Linked DNA regions of Mus musculus: all the other regions are linked to region 4. Evidence: chromatin contacts called from public HiChIP or PLAC-seq data. All regions are on one chromosome and are shown on one strand. The core of a region is the stretch at or near the end of the contact, and the rest is flanking DNA. Distances in the headings are between cores, read along the strand shown.

Region 1 (3,600 bases), core at 781-3,280, 380 kb after region 4:
TAATATAGCAACACACACACACACACACACACACACAAATAACAATGAGCCGGGCGTGGTGGTGCACGCCTTTAATCGCAGCACTCAGGAGGCAGAGGCAGGCGGATTTCTGAGTTCGAGGCCAGCCTGGTCTACAGAGTGAGTTCCAGGACAGCCAGGGCTATACAGAGAAACCCTGTCTCAAAAAGACAAAACAAAACAAAACAAAACCAATAAACAGATGGGTATGATCTCCATTTTTAAGTTATAAATTGTAATATAATTGATTATTCATATGTATATGGATATATAATCATAGGAGGATTTCTGAGTTCGAGGCCAGCCTGGTCTACAGAGTGAGTTCCAGGACAGAACCCTGTTTCAAAAAACCCCCCAAAAAAAACCAAAAAAAAAAAAAAGTACATTACACACTATATCTATCTCTTGTTATTCTCTGGAGTTGGGAAAGGAGAGGGTTGAATTACAAAGCTCGCCTGTGAGCTATTACTACATCTTTAAAATTCCAAAGGCCAGGAACCATCTCTCCTGGGGATGACTCCATTCTCAAAATCTACTACCACAAAGCATATTGTGTACCCCTGAATGCTCTGAGGAAGCTAAGGTGGTTTAATGGCAGCCTGGACTACACAGGGAGATTGTCTCTCCATCAATGCCCACGCAGACACACCTCTACCACTGACGCTGGTATGTGACATTTGTTGAACGAATAAACATGTTTACTATAACTATTTAATACCGTGACTGAAAATACCTCCTGGCCAGTAAATAGATTAAAAAAAATAAAAAACAAACAAACCCCCCAAACCCTGAGTCTGAAACCACTTTACAAGATAAAAATCCATTTGTTTAAAGCAACCATTACTTTATCGTTCATAAAAGGCACACCCAAACTGTTTCCCACCGAGTGCACCATAAGTCTTCTGTTAGTGAGAATGCACTGCCGCACTGAAGGGCACACGACAAAGACAATACATGGGCTTTCCAGTTTTTTTGTTTGTTTTGTTTTGGAGACAGGGTTTCTCTGTGTAGCCCTGGCTGTCCTGGAACTCACTCCGTAGACCAGGCTGGCCTTGACCTCAGAAATCCGCCTGCCTCTGCCTCCCAAGTGTTGGGATTAAAGGCGCGCGCCACCGCCGCCCGGTTGGACTTTCCAGTTTTAACGGTAGACTTTTTTGAGATGATGGGGTCTTACCTGGTAGCCTTGTCTTCCCTGGAACTCTCACTAGGTAGACCAGGATGGCCTTGAACTCACATAGATCAGCTTGCTCTGCCTCCTGAGTAGTGGGATTAAAAGGCGTGCATTACTACGCCAGACTCTACACCCTACACTTTAACAGGGGTTTCGTTTTCCTGCCTGACCTCTTGTCGACTCTCCTAAAGACCCCCATGCTTATGGATCACTGTTCACGTTTGGCAGAAACTCTGAATATCAGTTTGTGTAAGGTGGGGAGCTGATAGTACTGAGTCCTAGACAAAGAACTGGATTATGCTCCTGACAGAGAAAAGGGAATGCGTCTGACAACCAAAGTTAAGACTTCCCCAAGTCTTAGAGTACACGTATTCTGGTGGTGGTGGTGAGATCACATGGGAGACAAGGTCTCAAGTAGCCCAGGCTGGCTTCGAACTTGTTACACAGTCGAGGATGATTCTGACCTCCTGGTCTTGCAGCTTCTCCTCCCAAGAATGGGGATGACAGGTGTGCGCAACTCACGGCGGGCAGGGACCTCGCGATTCGCCACTGATCAAGCTCACCTCGCCAGCCGCGAGGCAGCTCCGTCCACACCGCCGCGTTCCCACGCCTGCCGGTCTCCCCCACACCTCTCGGTCCGGCCTCTTCCAGCAGGTGGGCGTGGCCCTTCCCGGTACGGAACTCCGTTATCCCGTTCGCCTGTTCCGCACTCCTCTCTTGACCTGCAACAAAGGTCGCGGAAAAATAGCCCAGCCCTTAGCTACTCCATGGAACGGGCTCCGCACCGTTCGGAGACGCGAAGTTCCACGCCGCACACTCTTAGAACCCGGAGCCCACCAACACCTTCCCAACCAGAGGACCCCTGAGCCTGTGGCCGTCCGCGTCTGTGCCTGATGGAGCTCGTCTGGTTCTTTTTAAAATTTTCACCTTAGAGAGGCTTAACGCAGAGACAAGTATCAATGATCGTCAAATAATGTAATTTATCTAAAATCTGGCTTGACTTTTACGTCGTGTCCTGTTTTGTTTTTGAACAGGCGGCTGCCCCGGACACCTAAACGGGGGTCCTGGAAGTTCCCGGTCAGTCTTCCCTCTGGGACCCGCCTCTTCCTGCGTGCGCGGTGATGGGAAAGCGCGGCCGGCGTCCCGCCTCCGCGCAGCCGCAGGAGGACAGTACCACGGCGCCTGCGACATGGGGAGGCGCGGAGGCGACACCGGAAGTGGCTGTGGTCCGGGTCGGCCCGAGGGGGACTCAGCGCCCGCAGCAACCACCCGCGCGGCGGCGGTCAGAGCTCAGACCCGTGCGGGTGGGCGTGGCGGGCGCCGGGACACAGCTCCGACTGTTCGCTGTCGGCGCGGGGCGGCGCCGCGTCGCTCGCCTTCACCAGCTGCCATGAGCGAGCGCCTCCGCCCCAGGTGAGGGAAGGGGGGAACCCGCTTTCTCCGCGGCCCCTCGGCCGAGGATGTGCGCTCTGGAGCCGAGGGGCGGACGGAGCCGGCGGGGTGGTGGTGCGAGGCTCTGGGCTGCGCTGCTCTGCGGTCGGAGGAGGCGGAGGGGAGAAGGTGGCGCCGCCTCTGACACTTGGACCCCGTGGGCAGCCAGGGAGGCGACGCTCTGGAATCCAGGGCTGCCCCTTCTCCGTCTTTTCCTTGTTTTCTTCGTCTTCTGCCCTTTCCGCTTCGGAATGAGGTTTGTTCGGCCCGACGAGACGGACGGTGTGGTCCTTCCTAAATTGAGGCGGGCGGTGGTGGTAGGGGGATGGGAGGGATGGCCGATCTGGAAGAGATGGCTCCCTTCGAGCGAGGCGCCTCGGAGAGGGGACGGGATGCTTCGGGGGCGGGGAGCTGCTGGCGCCCCAAGGTCAGGAGAAAGGCGGGGGTTGGGCTTAACCCCTGCAGCTGGGAGGGCTTAGGGCAGACCGCAGCGCTGTGCCCTCCCTCATCTGATGGACCCGGGTGGGTGGTGACCCACTCTCGGTTGTAGCATTAGCAGGCAGGATTCTAAACAGTTTGGATGAGGGGCCAGTTGGCTGGGAGCAGGGAGGTGGCTAACACCACGAGTTACTCTCAACCCTCACTAGGCGGGCGGCCCCTCGGGGCTTTAGGCCCGATCCAGATGAAGTTTCTTTTCTCCTTATTTTCCGTCTGGGAAGAAGTAAGTTGGGACGCCTTACCTCAGAATGAAGAAGGCTGGCTTTATTTCTTACTGGAAAGTCTCCTAATAAGATGCTTGACGATCTATCTACATCTACGCTAAGTTGTACTTTTTCATTTCTCTGGTGGAGAACAGAGAACGGATTTAGAGAGACTCATTTATTTATCTAAGTCTATTCAGGCTCGCGGCTCTTTATTCCGTAGTCGTCTCAGGCTTAAAGAAGGTGGATCGTAGGCTTGCTTTTTTATTTTCTCTCATA
Region 2 (3,224 bases), core at 386-2,885, 340 kb before region 4:
TAATTTCTGTGACAGAGTAATACAGAGTCTCAGGCCATGACCTTTTCTCAGGCCATTATAGGAGTCAAATTTGCTTCCATCAGGAGGCATCACCAGCCGGCTTCATCATCGCTCCACATGTAAGGTGACCCTGCACAGCGCCAGATAGAGACAGATGGGCCGGCCCCTCTGCTGCTCAGACAGCACACAGGAGCCTCAACAGATGGCAGGAAATGCTGGAATGTGGATCTGTAGCTCTCCTGGACCACACCACTCTCAGAAGGGTGGAGGAGGGCACAGGCAATGTGCCCTGGACCATCTCCTGTGGCTATTAGAGAATAGATAAGACTGGTGAATGCATAGTGAAAAGAGACTTGTCTGGACTCATGGAATCTGGAGGCTGGGATGTCCTAGATTATAGGTACCTCTAGAAGTCCTTGAACTTCGTGTTTATCTGGGAACCCTCTAGGGAAGACCAACAAGAAGATCAGCCTTTTCTGAGGTCCCAGACTCCATAAAACAGAGTGCCAAGTTTATCTAGTCAGACAGCCATGCTCCAACCATAGCACTGGTATAGCACTGCTGTGTTACTATACAAGCCTGTAGATTTCTGGAACATTCTAGAGAGTTCTGGATCTTTTTGGACAATTTCTAGTTTTCTTTTTCTCATTCCTCTGGGAACACTAATACGGGGAGGCAGATCATGGCAGTCAAGGCCATGGCTTGTCACAAACATGGTCTGCCGGGCCCACAGAGGGAACTCCTGGGGCTGCTGCAAGGTCCAAGCAGAGGTCCCAGGAAGGTCCCTAGCATGGCTGTGTGTGAATTTGTGTCTGGATAAAGGTGAATTTCTGAGTGAATGAATTCTCTGAGGTAAGTAGGTGCCTACATGTTCCTGTGTTGGTGTAAGAGTTGGTATGAATGCGTCTGTGTTTATGTGTTGGTGTGAATGTTGACTGTGTGTGTCTGCATGGCTTGAGTATCTGTGTATGCATGCCTTCTCTGTGTGTATGTCAGTGTATTTCATGCTAGTGTCTGTGAGTGTGAGTCCTTAGGTGTGTCTGTGTGAACATGCCTGAGTGATTGTGTGAGTCTTGCGTGCTGTCTTTGGTATGTGACTGTGTGTATTAGTTTCTGTGGAGGTATATGAGTGTGAGACTGTGTGTGTGTGTGTGTGATGTGTGTATGGGTACTTTTGAGTGTGAGTCCCTGGGTATAAGTGTGTGAGTGTGTGGATATGTACTGAGTGTAAGTCCTCTGTGTGTGTGTGTTGGTGTGTGAATATGTGGCATGTCTCTGTATGATATAAAGGTGAGTCTCTGTGTGTGTCTGGGTGTGTGTGATTGTGTGTTGGTCTCTAAGTCTGTGATAACAAGAATCACAGTGTGTGCACATTGTGTGAGAAGTTGGTGAGCTATATATACATACAGGCATCCGTAGGGAGTCTGGGGCATTCCCTGTGGAGTTTGAGCTGGTGTGTGAAGAAACCGCTGAGGTCGATTCAGAATTGACTTGAGGCTGGGTAGCGGTGACAGTCAGGACAGGGTGGAGAAGGACGCTAACAGCTGAAGCGTTGCTCCATGATTGAGTGGGGATCGCAAAGGAGACAGAGCTGAGAGGCCCAGGGTTCACTGGGAGGCTGGCAGGGGGCGCTGTGAGGTACAGCCGGCTGTGGCTTCAGAGGTCTTGGCTAAAGCCAAGGCACTGGGCAGCCAGGGCTCAGCCAGGGGACTTGTGGAGGCCACAGAAACCAGAGAGGGCCTCCCCTTCCGGGGCTCTGTCTCTGGAAGAAACCTATGAAGGTGGCATTGTCTTTGTCTCCCCTTCACCAGGGCTGATCCGGTGTAGTGTCATAGACTTCCTGGGCCGTTTCTTCCAGCCTTCTGGCTTGTGACTGCTTATTGCAAATGCAGTTAGGGGTTCTGGGCCGCTTTGTTCTTTTAAATAATAGCAAATGTAGCCAAGGGTGTTGTCCCTTTGCCGAGGATTTTCTCACTCAGAGCTGGGACCCCCACCTCCCAGCGGTCTCTCTGGTCGATCTGGTGTCCTAATCCTGGGTTCTGGCATCAGAGTGGTTGCCATGGGGATCTCACCATTTCGCATGTTGATGCTGGATTCAGCAAGAAATGAATGTGAAGAAAGGGGGAAGGTGAGAGGGAGGAGGGGAGGAAACAGGATTCTTAGGGTCTCTCCAGGGTCGGGGCTTGGGAGGTGGCCAGGAAGAAGTAGGGAAGGATGCCTGAGTTTCCTCAGCCAGGAGCAAAATAGTGCCAGCTGGTGACTGAAAACAAAAGCACTAGTCCTCTGTAATTCCCTGAAGTGAAAAAAAATTCAAGTTTCAAGCAGAGTTGGTTCCTGCAGGAGGACTCCTAGGGAGGACTTCTGTCTCCTCCTCCTTTCAGTCTTGTCTGTCAGTGTCCTGTTGTATCTCGCCCTGCACACACACACACACACACACGCACACGCACACGCGCGCGCACGCACGCGCGCACACACACACACACACACACACACACACACAGAGAGAGAGAGAGAGAGAGAGAGAGAGAGAGAGAGAGAGAGATATCACTCCTGACTCTCTGGGGCCTTCTCCTCCGCTCTCCCCTCCACTGGCCCTTCTCCTCTGTCTGTAAGCTCATCCCTCTGCTATCTCTGGTAAGAGCACTTTCCAGGAACCCGGTGAGGTGGCTCAGTGTGTGAGAGCACTTGCTCCACAAGCCTGAAGGCCTGAGTTCAAGTCCCCAGTTCCCACACAAAAGCTTGTCATTGCAACCATACCGAGGTGGAGATAGTAGGATCCCAGAAGCTGGTTGACTTACTAATCAAAATGGTGAGAGAGCCTGTCTCTGGTAATGAGGTGGAAGAGAGACCGTGTCTCTGGTAATGGGGTAGAAGGACACCCAGCATTTTCCTCTGGCCTCTATCCATATATGCATGTGTGCATTTGCACTCTCACAGATACACACCTGTATATACATACACGTGCATGCACATACACACCCACCCACATACACACGTGCACACACAGGCACACACATGCACACATATGCACAGACACACACATGCACACATATATGCACACACACACACATGAACACACATGCACAGACACACACACATGCACACATATGCACAGGCACACATATGAATACACATGCACAGATACACACATGCACACACATGCACACATATGCACAGGCACACACATGCACACACACGGATGCACACATGCACATACACAGACA
Region 3 (3,454 bases), core at 893-3,392, 400 kb before region 4:
GGTGATAGAGAAGGAGCTGAGAGCTCTACATCCACATCTGCAGGCAGCAGAAGGAGACTGTGAGCCATACTGGGCATAGCTTGAGCATAGGAGACCTCAAAGCCCATCCCTACAGAGATACACTTCCTCCAATGAGGCCACACCCACTCCAATGAGGCCACTTCTCTTAACAGTGTACTCCCTATGGGCCTATGGGGAGCGTTTTCTTTCAAAGCACCACACCTAAGTGATGTTGTCTACAATCTGCAGGCGTGTGATATACTGGGGTGGGGCATGGCTCCTCCTTCCTCCTTCAGGTCATACCCTTTGTTTGAGGACAGTAAAGGTGGTTCCAGTAGGTGTCAGGAGCTATCAGCCTTTGTCTGCACTTGGGACATAGATGCTCAGATTGCAGGCTGCAGGGTGCAGGGAAGGCCATGCCTAGAGATCACCAAAGATATCGGATGTTCAAGTTGTCTTCAGGGGTCTCAACGGTGGCTGCAGCCATGAGCTGAAGCTAGCTTGGCCTGAGGTACGGCTGCTTCTACTGTCTTTGGAGAAAGGTAGAGATGTTCATCTGGACCTTCACCTCTTCATTATCTCCATCAGATTGGCTTGGGAGCCTGTCTCTGGGCCTGGAGCCCGTCTCTTCTGAGACACCTGATTTCCTTGGCTCTTGTCTGAGGCAGGAGGGTGAGAGAGGCTCTTTTCCTGTTCCAGCCAGCCAGCCAGCCAGCCCTTTCTTCTATGATTCGGGCTCATTATCCAGTAATGAAACCCAGCTTATTCTCAATTTCAGAGTCTTCTAAATAACCATGGCTGGAAGAGTCTCCAGCCTCGCCCTCCATCCCATAGTCCTTGCATTTTGCTTCTTAGTCCCAGCTCATTAGCTTGGCAATTACTATGAGCTGTCTGTCTCTCCCTCACCCTGTACACCCTACTCTGGGGTTGGTCCCAGGAACTGGAGGAGGAGGAGGAGGAAGAGGAAAAGGAGGAAAAGGACGAAGAGGAGGAAAAGGAGGAAGATGGGGAGGAGGGGGAGGAGGGAGGAGGAAGAGGGGGAGGGTGGAGAAGGAAGAGGGGAAGGAGGAGGGAAAGGAGGAGGAGGAGGAAAAGGAGGAGGAGGGAAAGGAGGAGGAGGAGGAAAAGGAGGAAGAGGAAAAGGAGGAGGAGGAGGAAAAGGAGGAAGAGGAAAAGGAGGAGGAGGAGGAAAAGGAGGAAGAGGAAAAGGAGGAGGAGGAGGAAAAGGAGGAAGAGGAAAAGAAGGAGGAGGAGGAAGAGGAGGGCTAGCCAGGAGAGTGTGGCTAGGCACTCCTGTTAGCACCATCATGAGCAGCATAGAGGTATGGGCAATTCCTTCCTTCCTTCCTTCCTTCCTTCCTTCCTTCCTTCCTTCCTTCCTTCCTTCCTTCCTTCCGCAAATGCTGATGGAGTCCCTAGGTCAGGAACCATCCTATAGGTGAGACTCAGCAATACCTTGGGAAGTCAATGACAAAACAAAGCAAAGGAAACATTTTGTCAGAAACAGAGCCACCTCTCCCCATACAGAGGAGAGGTGTTGGTTGGGGAGATGGGTGGATAGTCAGAGCTACTTTGGACTGAGGGGTCCTAAGATCGCAAAACCTGGGGATTGTTTTTTGTTTTTCCTCCTTTCCTTCCCTCCCACCTTCTTCCCCTCCCTTCTTTTTTCCACCCTCCTTCCTTCTTTTCCTTACTTTTTCCTTTTTCCTCCCTTCCTTCTCTTTTTCCCTCCCTTCCTTCTTTTTCCCTCCCTTCTTCTCTCCCCCTTTCCGTTCTCTTTCTCCCCCTTCCCTTGGTTGCTCCTCTCTGTCTCTGTCTGTCTCTCTCTGTGTCTCTGTCTCTCTCTTCTTTTGGTGTTGTTGTACCTGGCTTCCATAGGCTTTATTTTACCCAATAAATTTGGTTTAGGGGGTGTGATTTGGGGAGTAAGCTCTTGCTTGCCCTCACTACTTCACAGTCTCCCACGCTGTCCTGTCAGTTCAGCTCAGGCTCCTCAGAGCTGGGCAGTCCTGTTCCTCTTGGCCTTCTGGTAGACTACACCCCCCCGGGGGGGGGGCAATCATTCCACTAGGGGAAGAAGACTGTTGCCCCTCCCCCTAGGCTCTCGCTCCCCGGCACTCTGCCAGCCCCTTCCTCCTCCCAGTCACTCTGTCACTGGAGGCCGCCTCCAGAGTTTGGGAAACAATCGCTCTGTGTGATCTGCCACCCTCTCTTCCTGCCAGTACAAATCATTTGGCAGCACAAACACCGTTGTTCGTGATTGTTCACAAACTCCTTCCCATCAAGTGAGATTTCTTTATTTATTTACTTATGTTTAAAAAAAAAAAAAGAAACAAAGAAAGAAAGAAAAAAGAAAGAAACAACATATCAGAGTGGGTTCTGTGTCTTTCTTCTGTCTGAAGAATTTCAGGATGTTTGATAAGAAGTTCTGACAGCTGGCAAGCCGAGGCAGCTTTCAGTGAGGTCTCGTACATCCATCCCCTCTCAGATCAGGAGCCGGTTGAGGGTGGGCGTTGGAGGGAGGGATTGCCCTCTCCTATGCTGCTGCCCTGGGCTGCATGCAAAGCTGGGCTCAGCTAAGCTCACTCGAGTGGAGTTGAAACGGATCCAACACTTCGCCATCTGGCCCTGGTTGTAAACATGTGTATACAAAGTGAGTGTCACTTGAGCTAATTCTCCAGGCGGCTGCTTTGTGCTTTCCTCTGCTAGAGTTGGGGAAGTGGAGTGGTGGCCCCTGAGGACCCCAGGGTGTGCAGGTGGCTATCTGCACTAGCCAGAGGGATTAGCATCCCACTACAAAGTTCTGGATGCCAGCCAGACTTCACGGACCCGTCTTGGAGCTGCTGCCAACCTCAGTCCAGCTGTGTGCCCATCACTGTTCCCTAAGTGGGCAATCCTCTCCAGACTCCTCCATGTTAGGGGAGATACTCAAGAAGTTATTGGAAGGCTTTGGGGTTTGGGGTTTAAGGGAGAGACTGAGGCAGGCTGTCATATGAGTGTAAGAGATTTATTAGAATTGCAAATAACACCATAGAGCATTGGTTCTCAACTTTCCTAACACTACCACCCTTTATACAGTCCCTCATATGGTGGTGACCCCCAACCATAAAATGACTTTCATTACTACCTCACAACTGTAACTTTGCTGCTGCTATGAACAGTAATATGAATGCTTTTGGTGATGGAGGCTTGCCAAAGGGGTCATGACCCACAGGGTTAGAAGCACTGTCATAGACAGGCAGACAGGACAGACAGACAGCAGCATGGCAGAAGCTCTTAGGAGCTCCCAGGCTCAGGAGGCATTTCGGGGGGTGGGGGTGGGGCCTCCTTCTTATGGAGGGTGGAGGTTTCATGTCATGTGGTTGGTTTGTGAGCCACAGCAGGAGCCTACAGTCGTGTTATATCCCCAATTCCTGGGTGGTAGGAAGAAGAGAGGGAATTCTAGGGAAGGAAT
Region 4 (3,657 bases), core at 706-3,205:
ATGGATGGAGGCAGGCTGGATGAGAGCTTCGGGGATAAGGACTCCCCTTAACCACATGAGCATGGAAGACAGCCCACAAAGACAGGAGAGCACCCTCCCTTTCTTCATCCTATCCCGGGGATAAAGCGTCTAGATTTGTAAGGACACACTTGCCTGTTCAGAAGGTCTGCTCTTAGGATGAGCACAAATGCTATTTGGAACCTGAGCAGCAGCTAGCTCAGACTCTTGCAGTTACAAGTCTGGGCACTGGACCCAAATGGAGAAATCCACCAAGGTTTCAGACGTTGGTACCCACACGAACTCCAGCCCAAGGGCACAGACAGTGTCTCTGCTCCGATTGCTGGCTAAGAAGCAATTGCTGCAAAACTGACTCTCAGGCCCCCTCTGTGAGCAAGCCCTGTAACAACACCCTAAAGAACAGCTGTTTCTGATGGGATGGGCAGGGCCTGAGCTCTCAAGCGTGTAGTTCAGAGTCTGGGGCTTGGGGGTAGAGAGGCAGAATCTGGGTTTCTCAGAGATGGGAGGGGCGTGGCCACCTAAGGGGGAGAGATCTAGGCTGCTTATCCCCAAAGCCACTCCTCAGTCAAAAACTCAGTCGGATAACAAGCCCTAGGCCCGGACTAGGTTCAGACTGCCAGGGAGAAAGACAAAAGCAGGGTTTGAAGTGGACGAATGTAAAGCTGAAGACAGGCAGGCTAGGTTTTTCGTCTATTTCCACTAAATGCTCAAAGCTGTTCTTCCAAGGCAGGTGAGGAGAGAACAGTAGAGCGATGAGAGGTGTTCAGTGCCTGCGTCCATAGCGATGAGAAGAGGCTTGGGGACTGGAGAAGATGAGGCAGAGCTCTCGAAGTCAGTGAGATGCCTGAAGGGCAATGACCAGAACTGGAAGACCACAGGGGTGTGTCTCCGAAGACCTGGGCCCTGGAGGCATGAAGAGAAAAGCTGGCAAAGGTGACGGGCCTCAACCCTTCCTTTTCCAGCCGAAATACCAACCTTGCAAGACTGATTTTTTTTCCCAGCAGGCTCAGTGCCAGGGACTACACCGTCTTTTAGGAAACCCACGGAACTGTTTTAATTTCTTTTAAAATCAGGGGAAAAATTAAATGAACTTTTAAATGAAAGAAAATGTTTTAATATGTAGTAATATATTTGTTTTTACGCCAACACAGCCGCAAAATATTACTTTTAATATTTTTAATAGAGAAAAGAGCCCACGGAGGTAGAGGCGTCTGTTGCCTGTAAGTACAACTGTTAAAGGGGTCTTCCAGCTCCTGGCCTTCCCACACTAGAAGGTACATTCTGCTCCCTTCCCTGGGCCACGAGGGAGGACCCCTCTGGCTCTCTCCTTTGTGTCTCTGCTGCTAATGTGCCTTTAAAGGGGGAGCTCAGAAGAAGAAGAAGAAACAAAGAACGCACGAGTTTGGCACCAACTTCACTTTCTCAGCCTTCTGCAAGTCCCAGGCTTCCCCTTTATCTTGCTCTCCGCCCTGAGCGTTTCCAGACTTTTAAAGAGTCTGACCTGGGAAGGAAAAACTGGAATCAACCGGTTGACACCCCCCCCCCCCCCAACACACACACACACCCTTCCCAAACTGTTCTGCCTGGTCGAATCCAGAGGGGTACTGGGGGCTTCATCCTATGGGAGACTGGGATAAGGCCTTCTAGGGAGGAGTGAGGGTGGGCTGAAGCTAGAAGACCGGGCCAGAGAGAGCGGCTCGCTTGCAGCCCGCGCTACTGCCCTCCGGTGGGTCCCGGAGACGCCAGGCGTCCGCGGCCGCGCACACGGATTGGGTTTCTGCGGGGCTCGCTCCCGGGCCTGGCTCGGGGCCGCCGCCGCCCCCTCCCTGCGCGCAGGCTGCGCTCCAGTCGCGGCCACGGGGTAGCGCTCGGCCCCCCTCTCCGCGTCTCCGCCTCCGCCGCGCTCGTCTCCGGCTCCCGCTGCCCCCGCAGCTCCAGCTCGGCGCAGGCAGACTCTCAGGCTCGGCAGCAGAGCAGCTCTGAGGACGCTGAGCCCGGGCAGCCCAGAGCTCCAGGCTCTGCGAGGCAGCTGCTGCCGAGGTGGGCGAGCAGCAGGCGCGGCCGAGGCGCGGGAGCAGCCGTGGAGACTCGGGTCCCCGCGCCGGGCGAAAACGCCGGGGGGCCGAGGCGGCGCCGAAACCCCGGATCCCAAAGCTGCCGGCAGGGCTTTCCCGGTGCGGCTCGCGCCGAGCTCCATCCCGGGTGCGGCGGAGAGCAGGACCCGCCGGTCTCCTCCTCAGGATCGCCCGCAAGAGGCGCGGTGCCCAGGCGCTGGCTGGAACCTGGGCCGCCCAGCCGGGTACCCGAACCGGGCATCCATCCCTGCCCGCAGCTGGCGCAGACATGGGCGCACGGGGCTGCGCGCCGGGCCGTGGGACCCGCAAAGTTTGCTAGCCGGAGGTGCTCAGAGCCTAGGGCGAGCCCCGCACCGAAGCCCCAGGGGAGGTACCCCCGAAATCACTGAATTGGGCACGAGGACCGTGGAGCTGAGAAGGGTGGCTCGGCCCCGCTTAGATGCCTTCTGCAAAGTTAGAAGAGAAGAAAACTTCGGCTCCGGGGAGATTCGGACCGTTATGCTAACCGCGCCCCCCGAGCCCTGCGCCCCTTCTAAAAGACACCCGGCGCCCGCGCCTGCTACTGTGCTCCGCTTACATCAAGTCCCAGGGGCCCGGCGCCTGGAACCGCGGTGACTACGTCGGCCCGGGAGAACCCAACCAGGGGGCGGGGAGGGGCGGGAGGCGGGCAACGTGGCCACCAGGAGGAAGTTTCCTGAAGTTGTCCTCTGATTCGGGAGCTCATCCAGCGACCAGGCCGGATCGCAGGGGTCGCCCTGCCTATGAGACGTAGTCTGAGTCGGGGTGCTAAGGGATACAGGCACCCCGAATTTGAGAGGAGGCTTGGCCTCTTTCTGCTCTCCCCCTCGCTTTACGGAATAGCCAGCGCAGAAAGAGGGGAAAGCATTTGGGGTCGCCGGTGCGGCCCCTACGGGCATAGCGTCCAGGACTTGACCACACAGTCTCCCGGGACTCCAAAGGATTATAAAGCAACTCGCAAAGAGGGGGCACTTTAGAGGACCCCTCGGTCAGCATGTTCAGCAGCATGTGGAGGCTGCCGCTCTGGACTCTACTGGCCCTGCATCGGATCCACTCGGCCGGGGCCCAAGGTACGGTATGGGTGACTTTCTCCACGTGGAACTGGAGAAGGGGTTTGGGTGGGCAGAAGAGAGGTAACCCCCCTAAGACACCGCGTTTGGCCCAAGCTGGACCATCTCTTGTACGTCTCAATGCTCCCCGCTTCTTCGACTTTTGGAGCTCTGTTTGGGGTGGGGCAGTGTCTGATACTTCTGACCTTTCTGGACCGGAAAGGTGAGGTTACGGGGAGGTGGACCTTTGTGGATACTCTCTGGTCGGGGTAGGAGGGGCGCGTCATTCTGTGTCTTGGCTCCATTGAACTCCCTAAGCTCCTGGTCCTGCTTGACGTCCGAAAGGAAGGGCAAACCATGGCAGGCAGGCACTGTGTGGTCCCAGGGCGAGAAGATGGGGCGGGCAGAAGCTGGGAAGAAGCCGTAGTGGTGGCTCAGGGTGCCCGCTTGATTTCCCCTCAAGAGCAGATACTCTGGTTAGCCATGTATGGGAGCCC
Region 5 (3,627 bases), core at 1,095-3,594, 340 kb after region 4:
CGGTCTCTGCAGTGATGATGTCCTGAACAGGAACGTATACCGAGCCATAGCAGCCCTTGGTGTGGATTACGGTTGGCACAAGGCCCTCATTTCACCAACCCCACCTCAGACTCTGAATTGTACCCAGCAAACCTAGGGCTTCCACATAGCAAATCACATTCTGGTTTTTTTCTTTATTTTTGGTTTATTTTTCGAGACAGGGTTTCTCTGTGTAGCCCTGGCTGTCCTGGAACTCACTCTGTAGACCAGGCTGACCTTAAACTCAGAAATCTGCCTGCCTCTGCCTCACAAGTGCTGGGATTAAAGGCGTGCGCCACCACCGCCGGCTACATTCTGTTTTGTTTTTTTTTTTCCTTAAACTGACCTTGAATTCGGCTCCTCTAGAATGCTTGAGTTTCATGTGTGAGCCACCGGGCCTGGTCCAGGTCTCAGAGATATTCTGTAGGATTCCCCCCTACCTCGGACAACTTGACATTGCCATTTTAATTCATCTCTCAGCTAAGATTTCCCAAAGGCTTCTGAGGGGACCCCAAAGGCTTCTTACCCAATAACAAGCCAGTGTGGGGCCCACTGCCTGCCCTGCCCAGACCCAACCCTCCCTCAGGCGTGTTCCTGCCCTACCATCCCCAAGGTGTTGTGTTTCTATGTCTTGGACTCATACTTTTCCTGCCCCGTCCTGTTAATGTGATAAGGGGCACATGTGTTGGTGTGACTGCCACACACCCATATCAGGACCACTTAAGTATTTGGTCTCAGGTGTCATGCAGTCTTCATGAAATGAAAGTATAGCAATCCACTTAAACTTTTTTTTTAACATTTAATTACATTAATTATATTTATTTATAGGGGAGTATGTGCAGCAGGAGGGGTGTTTGCCCCAGACCCGTAGAGGTATTTCCTTCCACTGTGTGGGTTATAGGGATTGAACTCGGGTCGATGTAGAAGCAAGCACCCTTGGCCTCTGAGCCACCTCGATGGTCAGAGCACACTTGATGAGACAACTCAAGATGAAGGAGCTTATAGGCCCCACACAACTAGTGACTGGAGGAGCCAGGACACACCAGGAATGGCCCCTAGAGTCATTTTCACAACTATTAGGCCTTTCGGCAAAAGTGATCTACACACTAGGACCTAGAATGAAGTCCCAGTGCCCAGAGGGCTGCACATGACAGAGGCCTCAATGGCAGCCCCGTCTAAGGGAAACTGACAACTCTGGCTTTTCAGGGACAATGTTTCATTCCCCAAGGGGGTGCTGGCTCTGCCCACCAGACAGTGCATAGGTCCTTCCCTTTCCACACTCACCTTGTCTGTCCCACCTCAGCCAGGCTGGACCAGCACACTGAGCCAACCCTTTGCCTCCGGAGCCCACAGCCTCAGATCTAGCCTGAGCTGCTCCTGTGTGGTGTCCCAGCATTCCCCTATACCCAAAGTCACCCCCTCTTCTCTCCACCAAGGCTCCCACCACATCCCAGGGGGAAGCAGCTGAAAGGAATGGAAGATGTCACAATCCTGACATCCCGGGGATTCTTATCATCCAAGCATCGAATCCGGCTCCCAGTCGCCCCCATGTTACAGATTGGAAGATGGAGACTGGACAACAGGGGACCGAGGAGAAGCACAGAGCAGAGAGAGAGAAAAACTCTCCAGCTTGGGACAGACTGGGGGTTGGACCCCATGCATCAAGCACTGGGGGCAGGGTAGGGGGAGGTTAGAAACTCCGGGAGAGATGAAGGGGTTAGCCTTCACAGGTGTGCATGTGGCCCCATCCACCCCGACCAGACCTTCCCATCCCATCCACACCTGAGCAGATGATGCCGTTCTTGGTACCCTGGACTACAGCTCTAACCTGTGCACATCCATCCATTCCTAGCCGAGGCTCTGAGTTAGGATGCAGGAAAAAGCTAAGAATAAAAAGAGCATTCATCTGCTTACCATCCCTCTCCCTTCGCAAGCTCCTCTAGGCCCAGAGGCTTCCTGCCATCAGCCAGATGGGAGACCAGGAAGAGCGCTCTGGGGGAGGGAGGGAGCCAAGCATGGCGGCAGGCAGATGGACGGTGGTGGTTTGGTCGCAGCAGCCTGTTGCCGAGTCTCACTTAGTTGCTGTGGCCCTGGGGAGAGACTCCTAGATAAGGGGGACAGAAAGAGTCAAAGGTAGCTATGCCCCTCCAACCCCACGAATCCAATCCTAAGGTGACACAACACAGCAAATAAACAAAAGCAACCTGCCGAGACCACAGGGCTCTACCGAATTGTGTTTTCTTTCTGTGCCCATTCTGTTCCAGAAAGTTTGGAGGCAGCTTATGAAATCACATGGAACACAATGGGGTAAAAATAGAACAGAAAAAACAAGACTGGAACAAATCGTCCATGACCCCTGGTGTTCAGGTGGACCCGCACTGGGCTCTGGGCTCTCTGTCAAGACAGAGGGAGATCTATTTATCGATCCACAGGGTTAAGAGATGAATGGACACAGGGCAGTTTAGTGTTTTGATTTTTTTTTCCTTTTTGATACTGAAGTCTAAAATGAATTTTGTTTCGGTTTGATTTCATTTTTTAAGAGCGCTTGTGTTTAGCTAACCGCTCTGCGCTCCCTGAGGGTCGCGCACTTCCAGCCACCCGCCCAGGAACTCTTTGGATCCAAGAATCACACACACACACACACACACACACACACACACACACACACACACACACACTAGCTTATTTTTGAAATGCCTTGGATAACTCAAAGGCTGGGTAGTTCTAATCCTCCACCCGGCTATCATAGATTCCCCTCCTGTACTCCTGACTCTACACCTTCTAAATCTATGATCTATCTTTGCCGCCTTGTTCCTTCTGGGAGGCCCCCCAATCTTTGCTGCCCAAGAGGCTTCTGGGCAGCCCTTTTGGGGGCTGCATTCCTTCTCACATTTTGGATGATTTTCCTTCTGCACCTCTAAATCTGATCCGTCTCCCTCTGAAACCTGGTGATTCTTCACCCCCTCCCCTTTCTCTCCCACATCCTAGCCTGCACAAACCTAAGGCTCCCGCCCTGTCTCCCTTTGCCCAACCATTGGTCATGGGCATCTTTATTAATCGATCAAAACCCAACTGGAGATAAGGACCCTTAGCATTTGGACATGCAGATTCCCAATTAAATCAAAGCATTAGAACCAAGCACCAACACACTTGTTCTTACAGAGGACCTGAGTTCAATTCCCAGCACCAACATGGTGGCTCATGATAATCTGATCCCAGGGACCTGATGGCCCTCTTCTGACTTCTGTGGTATAAGGCATACACATGCATGGTGCGTGTACATACATTCAGGCAAAATACTCATACATATAAAATAAGATAGATAGATAGATAGATAGATAGATAGATAGATAGTTAGTTAGTTAAATGGCTGGGTACAGTGGCCCAGAGCTTTAATTCCAGAACTCCGGAATCAGATGCATGTGGATCTCAGGGAGTTTGAGGCCAGCCTGGTCTACATGATGAGTGTCAGGCCAGACAGAGCTCTATAGTGAGACCCTGTCTCAAAAATAAAGTAAGCCGGTCATGGTGGCGCATGCCTTTAATCCCAGCACTTGGGAGGCAGAGACAGGTGAATTTCTGAGTTTGAGGCCAGCCTGGTCTACAGAG

The links. HiChIP or PLAC-seq counts read pairs in DNA pulled down with a chosen protein or histone mark.
Region 1: an H3K4me3 HiChIP or PLAC-seq map of embryonic stem cells shows a contact between it and region 4, with 10 read pairs. The contact joins the promoter of D11Wsu47e here to the promoter of Sdk2 in region 4. A contact is called at or near these places in 3 of 39 promoter capture datasets (embryonic stem cells, hippocampal neurons and pre-B cells), 2 of 484 Hi-C or Micro-C datasets (embryonic stem cells and trophoblast stem cells), 4 of 115 datasets of contacts at active chromatin or transcription factors (the SCID.adh cell line, embryonic forebrain, embryonic midbrain and 1 more) and 2 of 9 other capture datasets (embryonic stem cells and pancreatic islet).
Region 2: a contact with region 4 is called in an H3K4me3 HiChIP or PLAC-seq map of embryonic forebrain, with 7 times the contacts expected there. The contact joins the enhancer-like site here to the promoter of Sdk2 in region 4. A contact is called at or near these places in 2 of 39 promoter capture datasets (hippocampal neurons and pre-B cells), 1 of 15 datasets of contacts at CTCF or cohesin (stem cell-derived epiblast-like cells), 10 of 484 Hi-C or Micro-C datasets (Sertoli cells, cerebral cortex, embryonic fibroblasts and 5 more), 9 of 115 datasets of contacts at active chromatin or transcription factors (VIP interneurons, embryonic basal ganglia, embryonic forebrain and 6 more) and 1 of 9 other capture datasets (embryonic stem cells).
Region 3: a contact with region 4 is called in an H3K4me3 HiChIP or PLAC-seq map of forebrain, with 8 times the contacts expected there. The contact joins the enhancer-like site here to the promoter of Sdk2 in region 4. A contact is called at or near these places in 3 of 39 promoter capture datasets (embryonic stem cells, hippocampal neurons and pre-B cells), 16 of 484 Hi-C or Micro-C datasets (cardiomyocytes, cerebellar granule neurons, cerebellum and 8 more), 9 of 115 datasets of contacts at active chromatin or transcription factors (astrocytes, embryonic basal ganglia, embryonic forebrain and 6 more) and 1 of 9 other capture datasets (embryonic stem cells).
Region 5: an H3K4me3 HiChIP or PLAC-seq map of forebrain shows a contact between it and region 4, with 2.4 times the contacts expected there. The contact joins the enhancer-like site here to the promoter of Sdk2 in region 4. A contact is called at or near these places in 3 of 484 Hi-C or Micro-C datasets (embryonic stem cells and myocytes) and 4 of 115 datasets of contacts at active chromatin or transcription factors (craniofacial prominence, embryonic forebrain, forebrain and 1 more).

What each region holds. Positions count from the first base shown.
Region 1 is chr11:113,682,864-113,686,463 of GRCm38.p6, reverse strand. It overlaps D11Wsu47e (DNA segment, Chr 11, Wayne State University 47, expressed), which reads right to left and starts at 2,030. Exons shown (of 5, transcript NM_001361593.1): 1 at 1,753-2,030. Fam104a (family with sequence similarity 104, member A) reads left to right here and starts at 2,313. Exons shown (of 3, transcript NM_138598.5): 1 at 2,313-2,602. The coding sequence starts at 2,379.
Region 2 is chr11:114,401,587-114,404,810 of GRCm38.p6, reverse strand. No RefSeq gene overlaps it. Among named protein-coding and RNA genes, the nearest start is that of Gm31399, 19 kb to the left of the region's middle. Within about 2 kb of position 1,635, at least 32 of the 459 cell types and tissues checked have an H3K27ac peak or open chromatin away from gene starts, as enhancers often do. A contact at or near this core is called in cerebral cortex, embryonic forebrain and stem cell-derived motor neurons, where this site is marked.
Region 3 is chr11:114,467,224-114,470,677 of GRCm38.p6, reverse strand. No RefSeq gene overlaps it. Among named protein-coding and RNA genes, the nearest start is that of Gm39471, 16 kb to the left of the region's middle. Within about 2 kb of position 2,142, at least 97 of the 459 cell types and tissues checked have an H3K27ac peak or open chromatin away from gene starts, as enhancers often do. A contact at or near this core is called in cerebellum, cerebral cortex, cortical neurons and 6 more, where this site is marked.
Region 4 is chr11:114,065,327-114,068,983 of GRCm38.p6, reverse strand. It overlaps Sdk2 (sidekick cell adhesion molecule 2), which reads left to right and starts at 1,955. Exons shown (of 45, transcript NM_172800.3): 1 at 1,955-3,181. The coding sequence starts at 3,106.
Region 5 is chr11:113,721,323-113,724,949 of GRCm38.p6, reverse strand. No RefSeq gene overlaps it. Among named protein-coding and RNA genes, the nearest start is that of Cpsf4l, 14 kb to the right of the region's middle. Within about 2 kb of position 2,344, at least 18 of the 459 cell types and tissues checked have an H3K27ac peak or open chromatin away from gene starts, as enhancers often do. A contact at or near this core is called in forebrain, where this site is marked.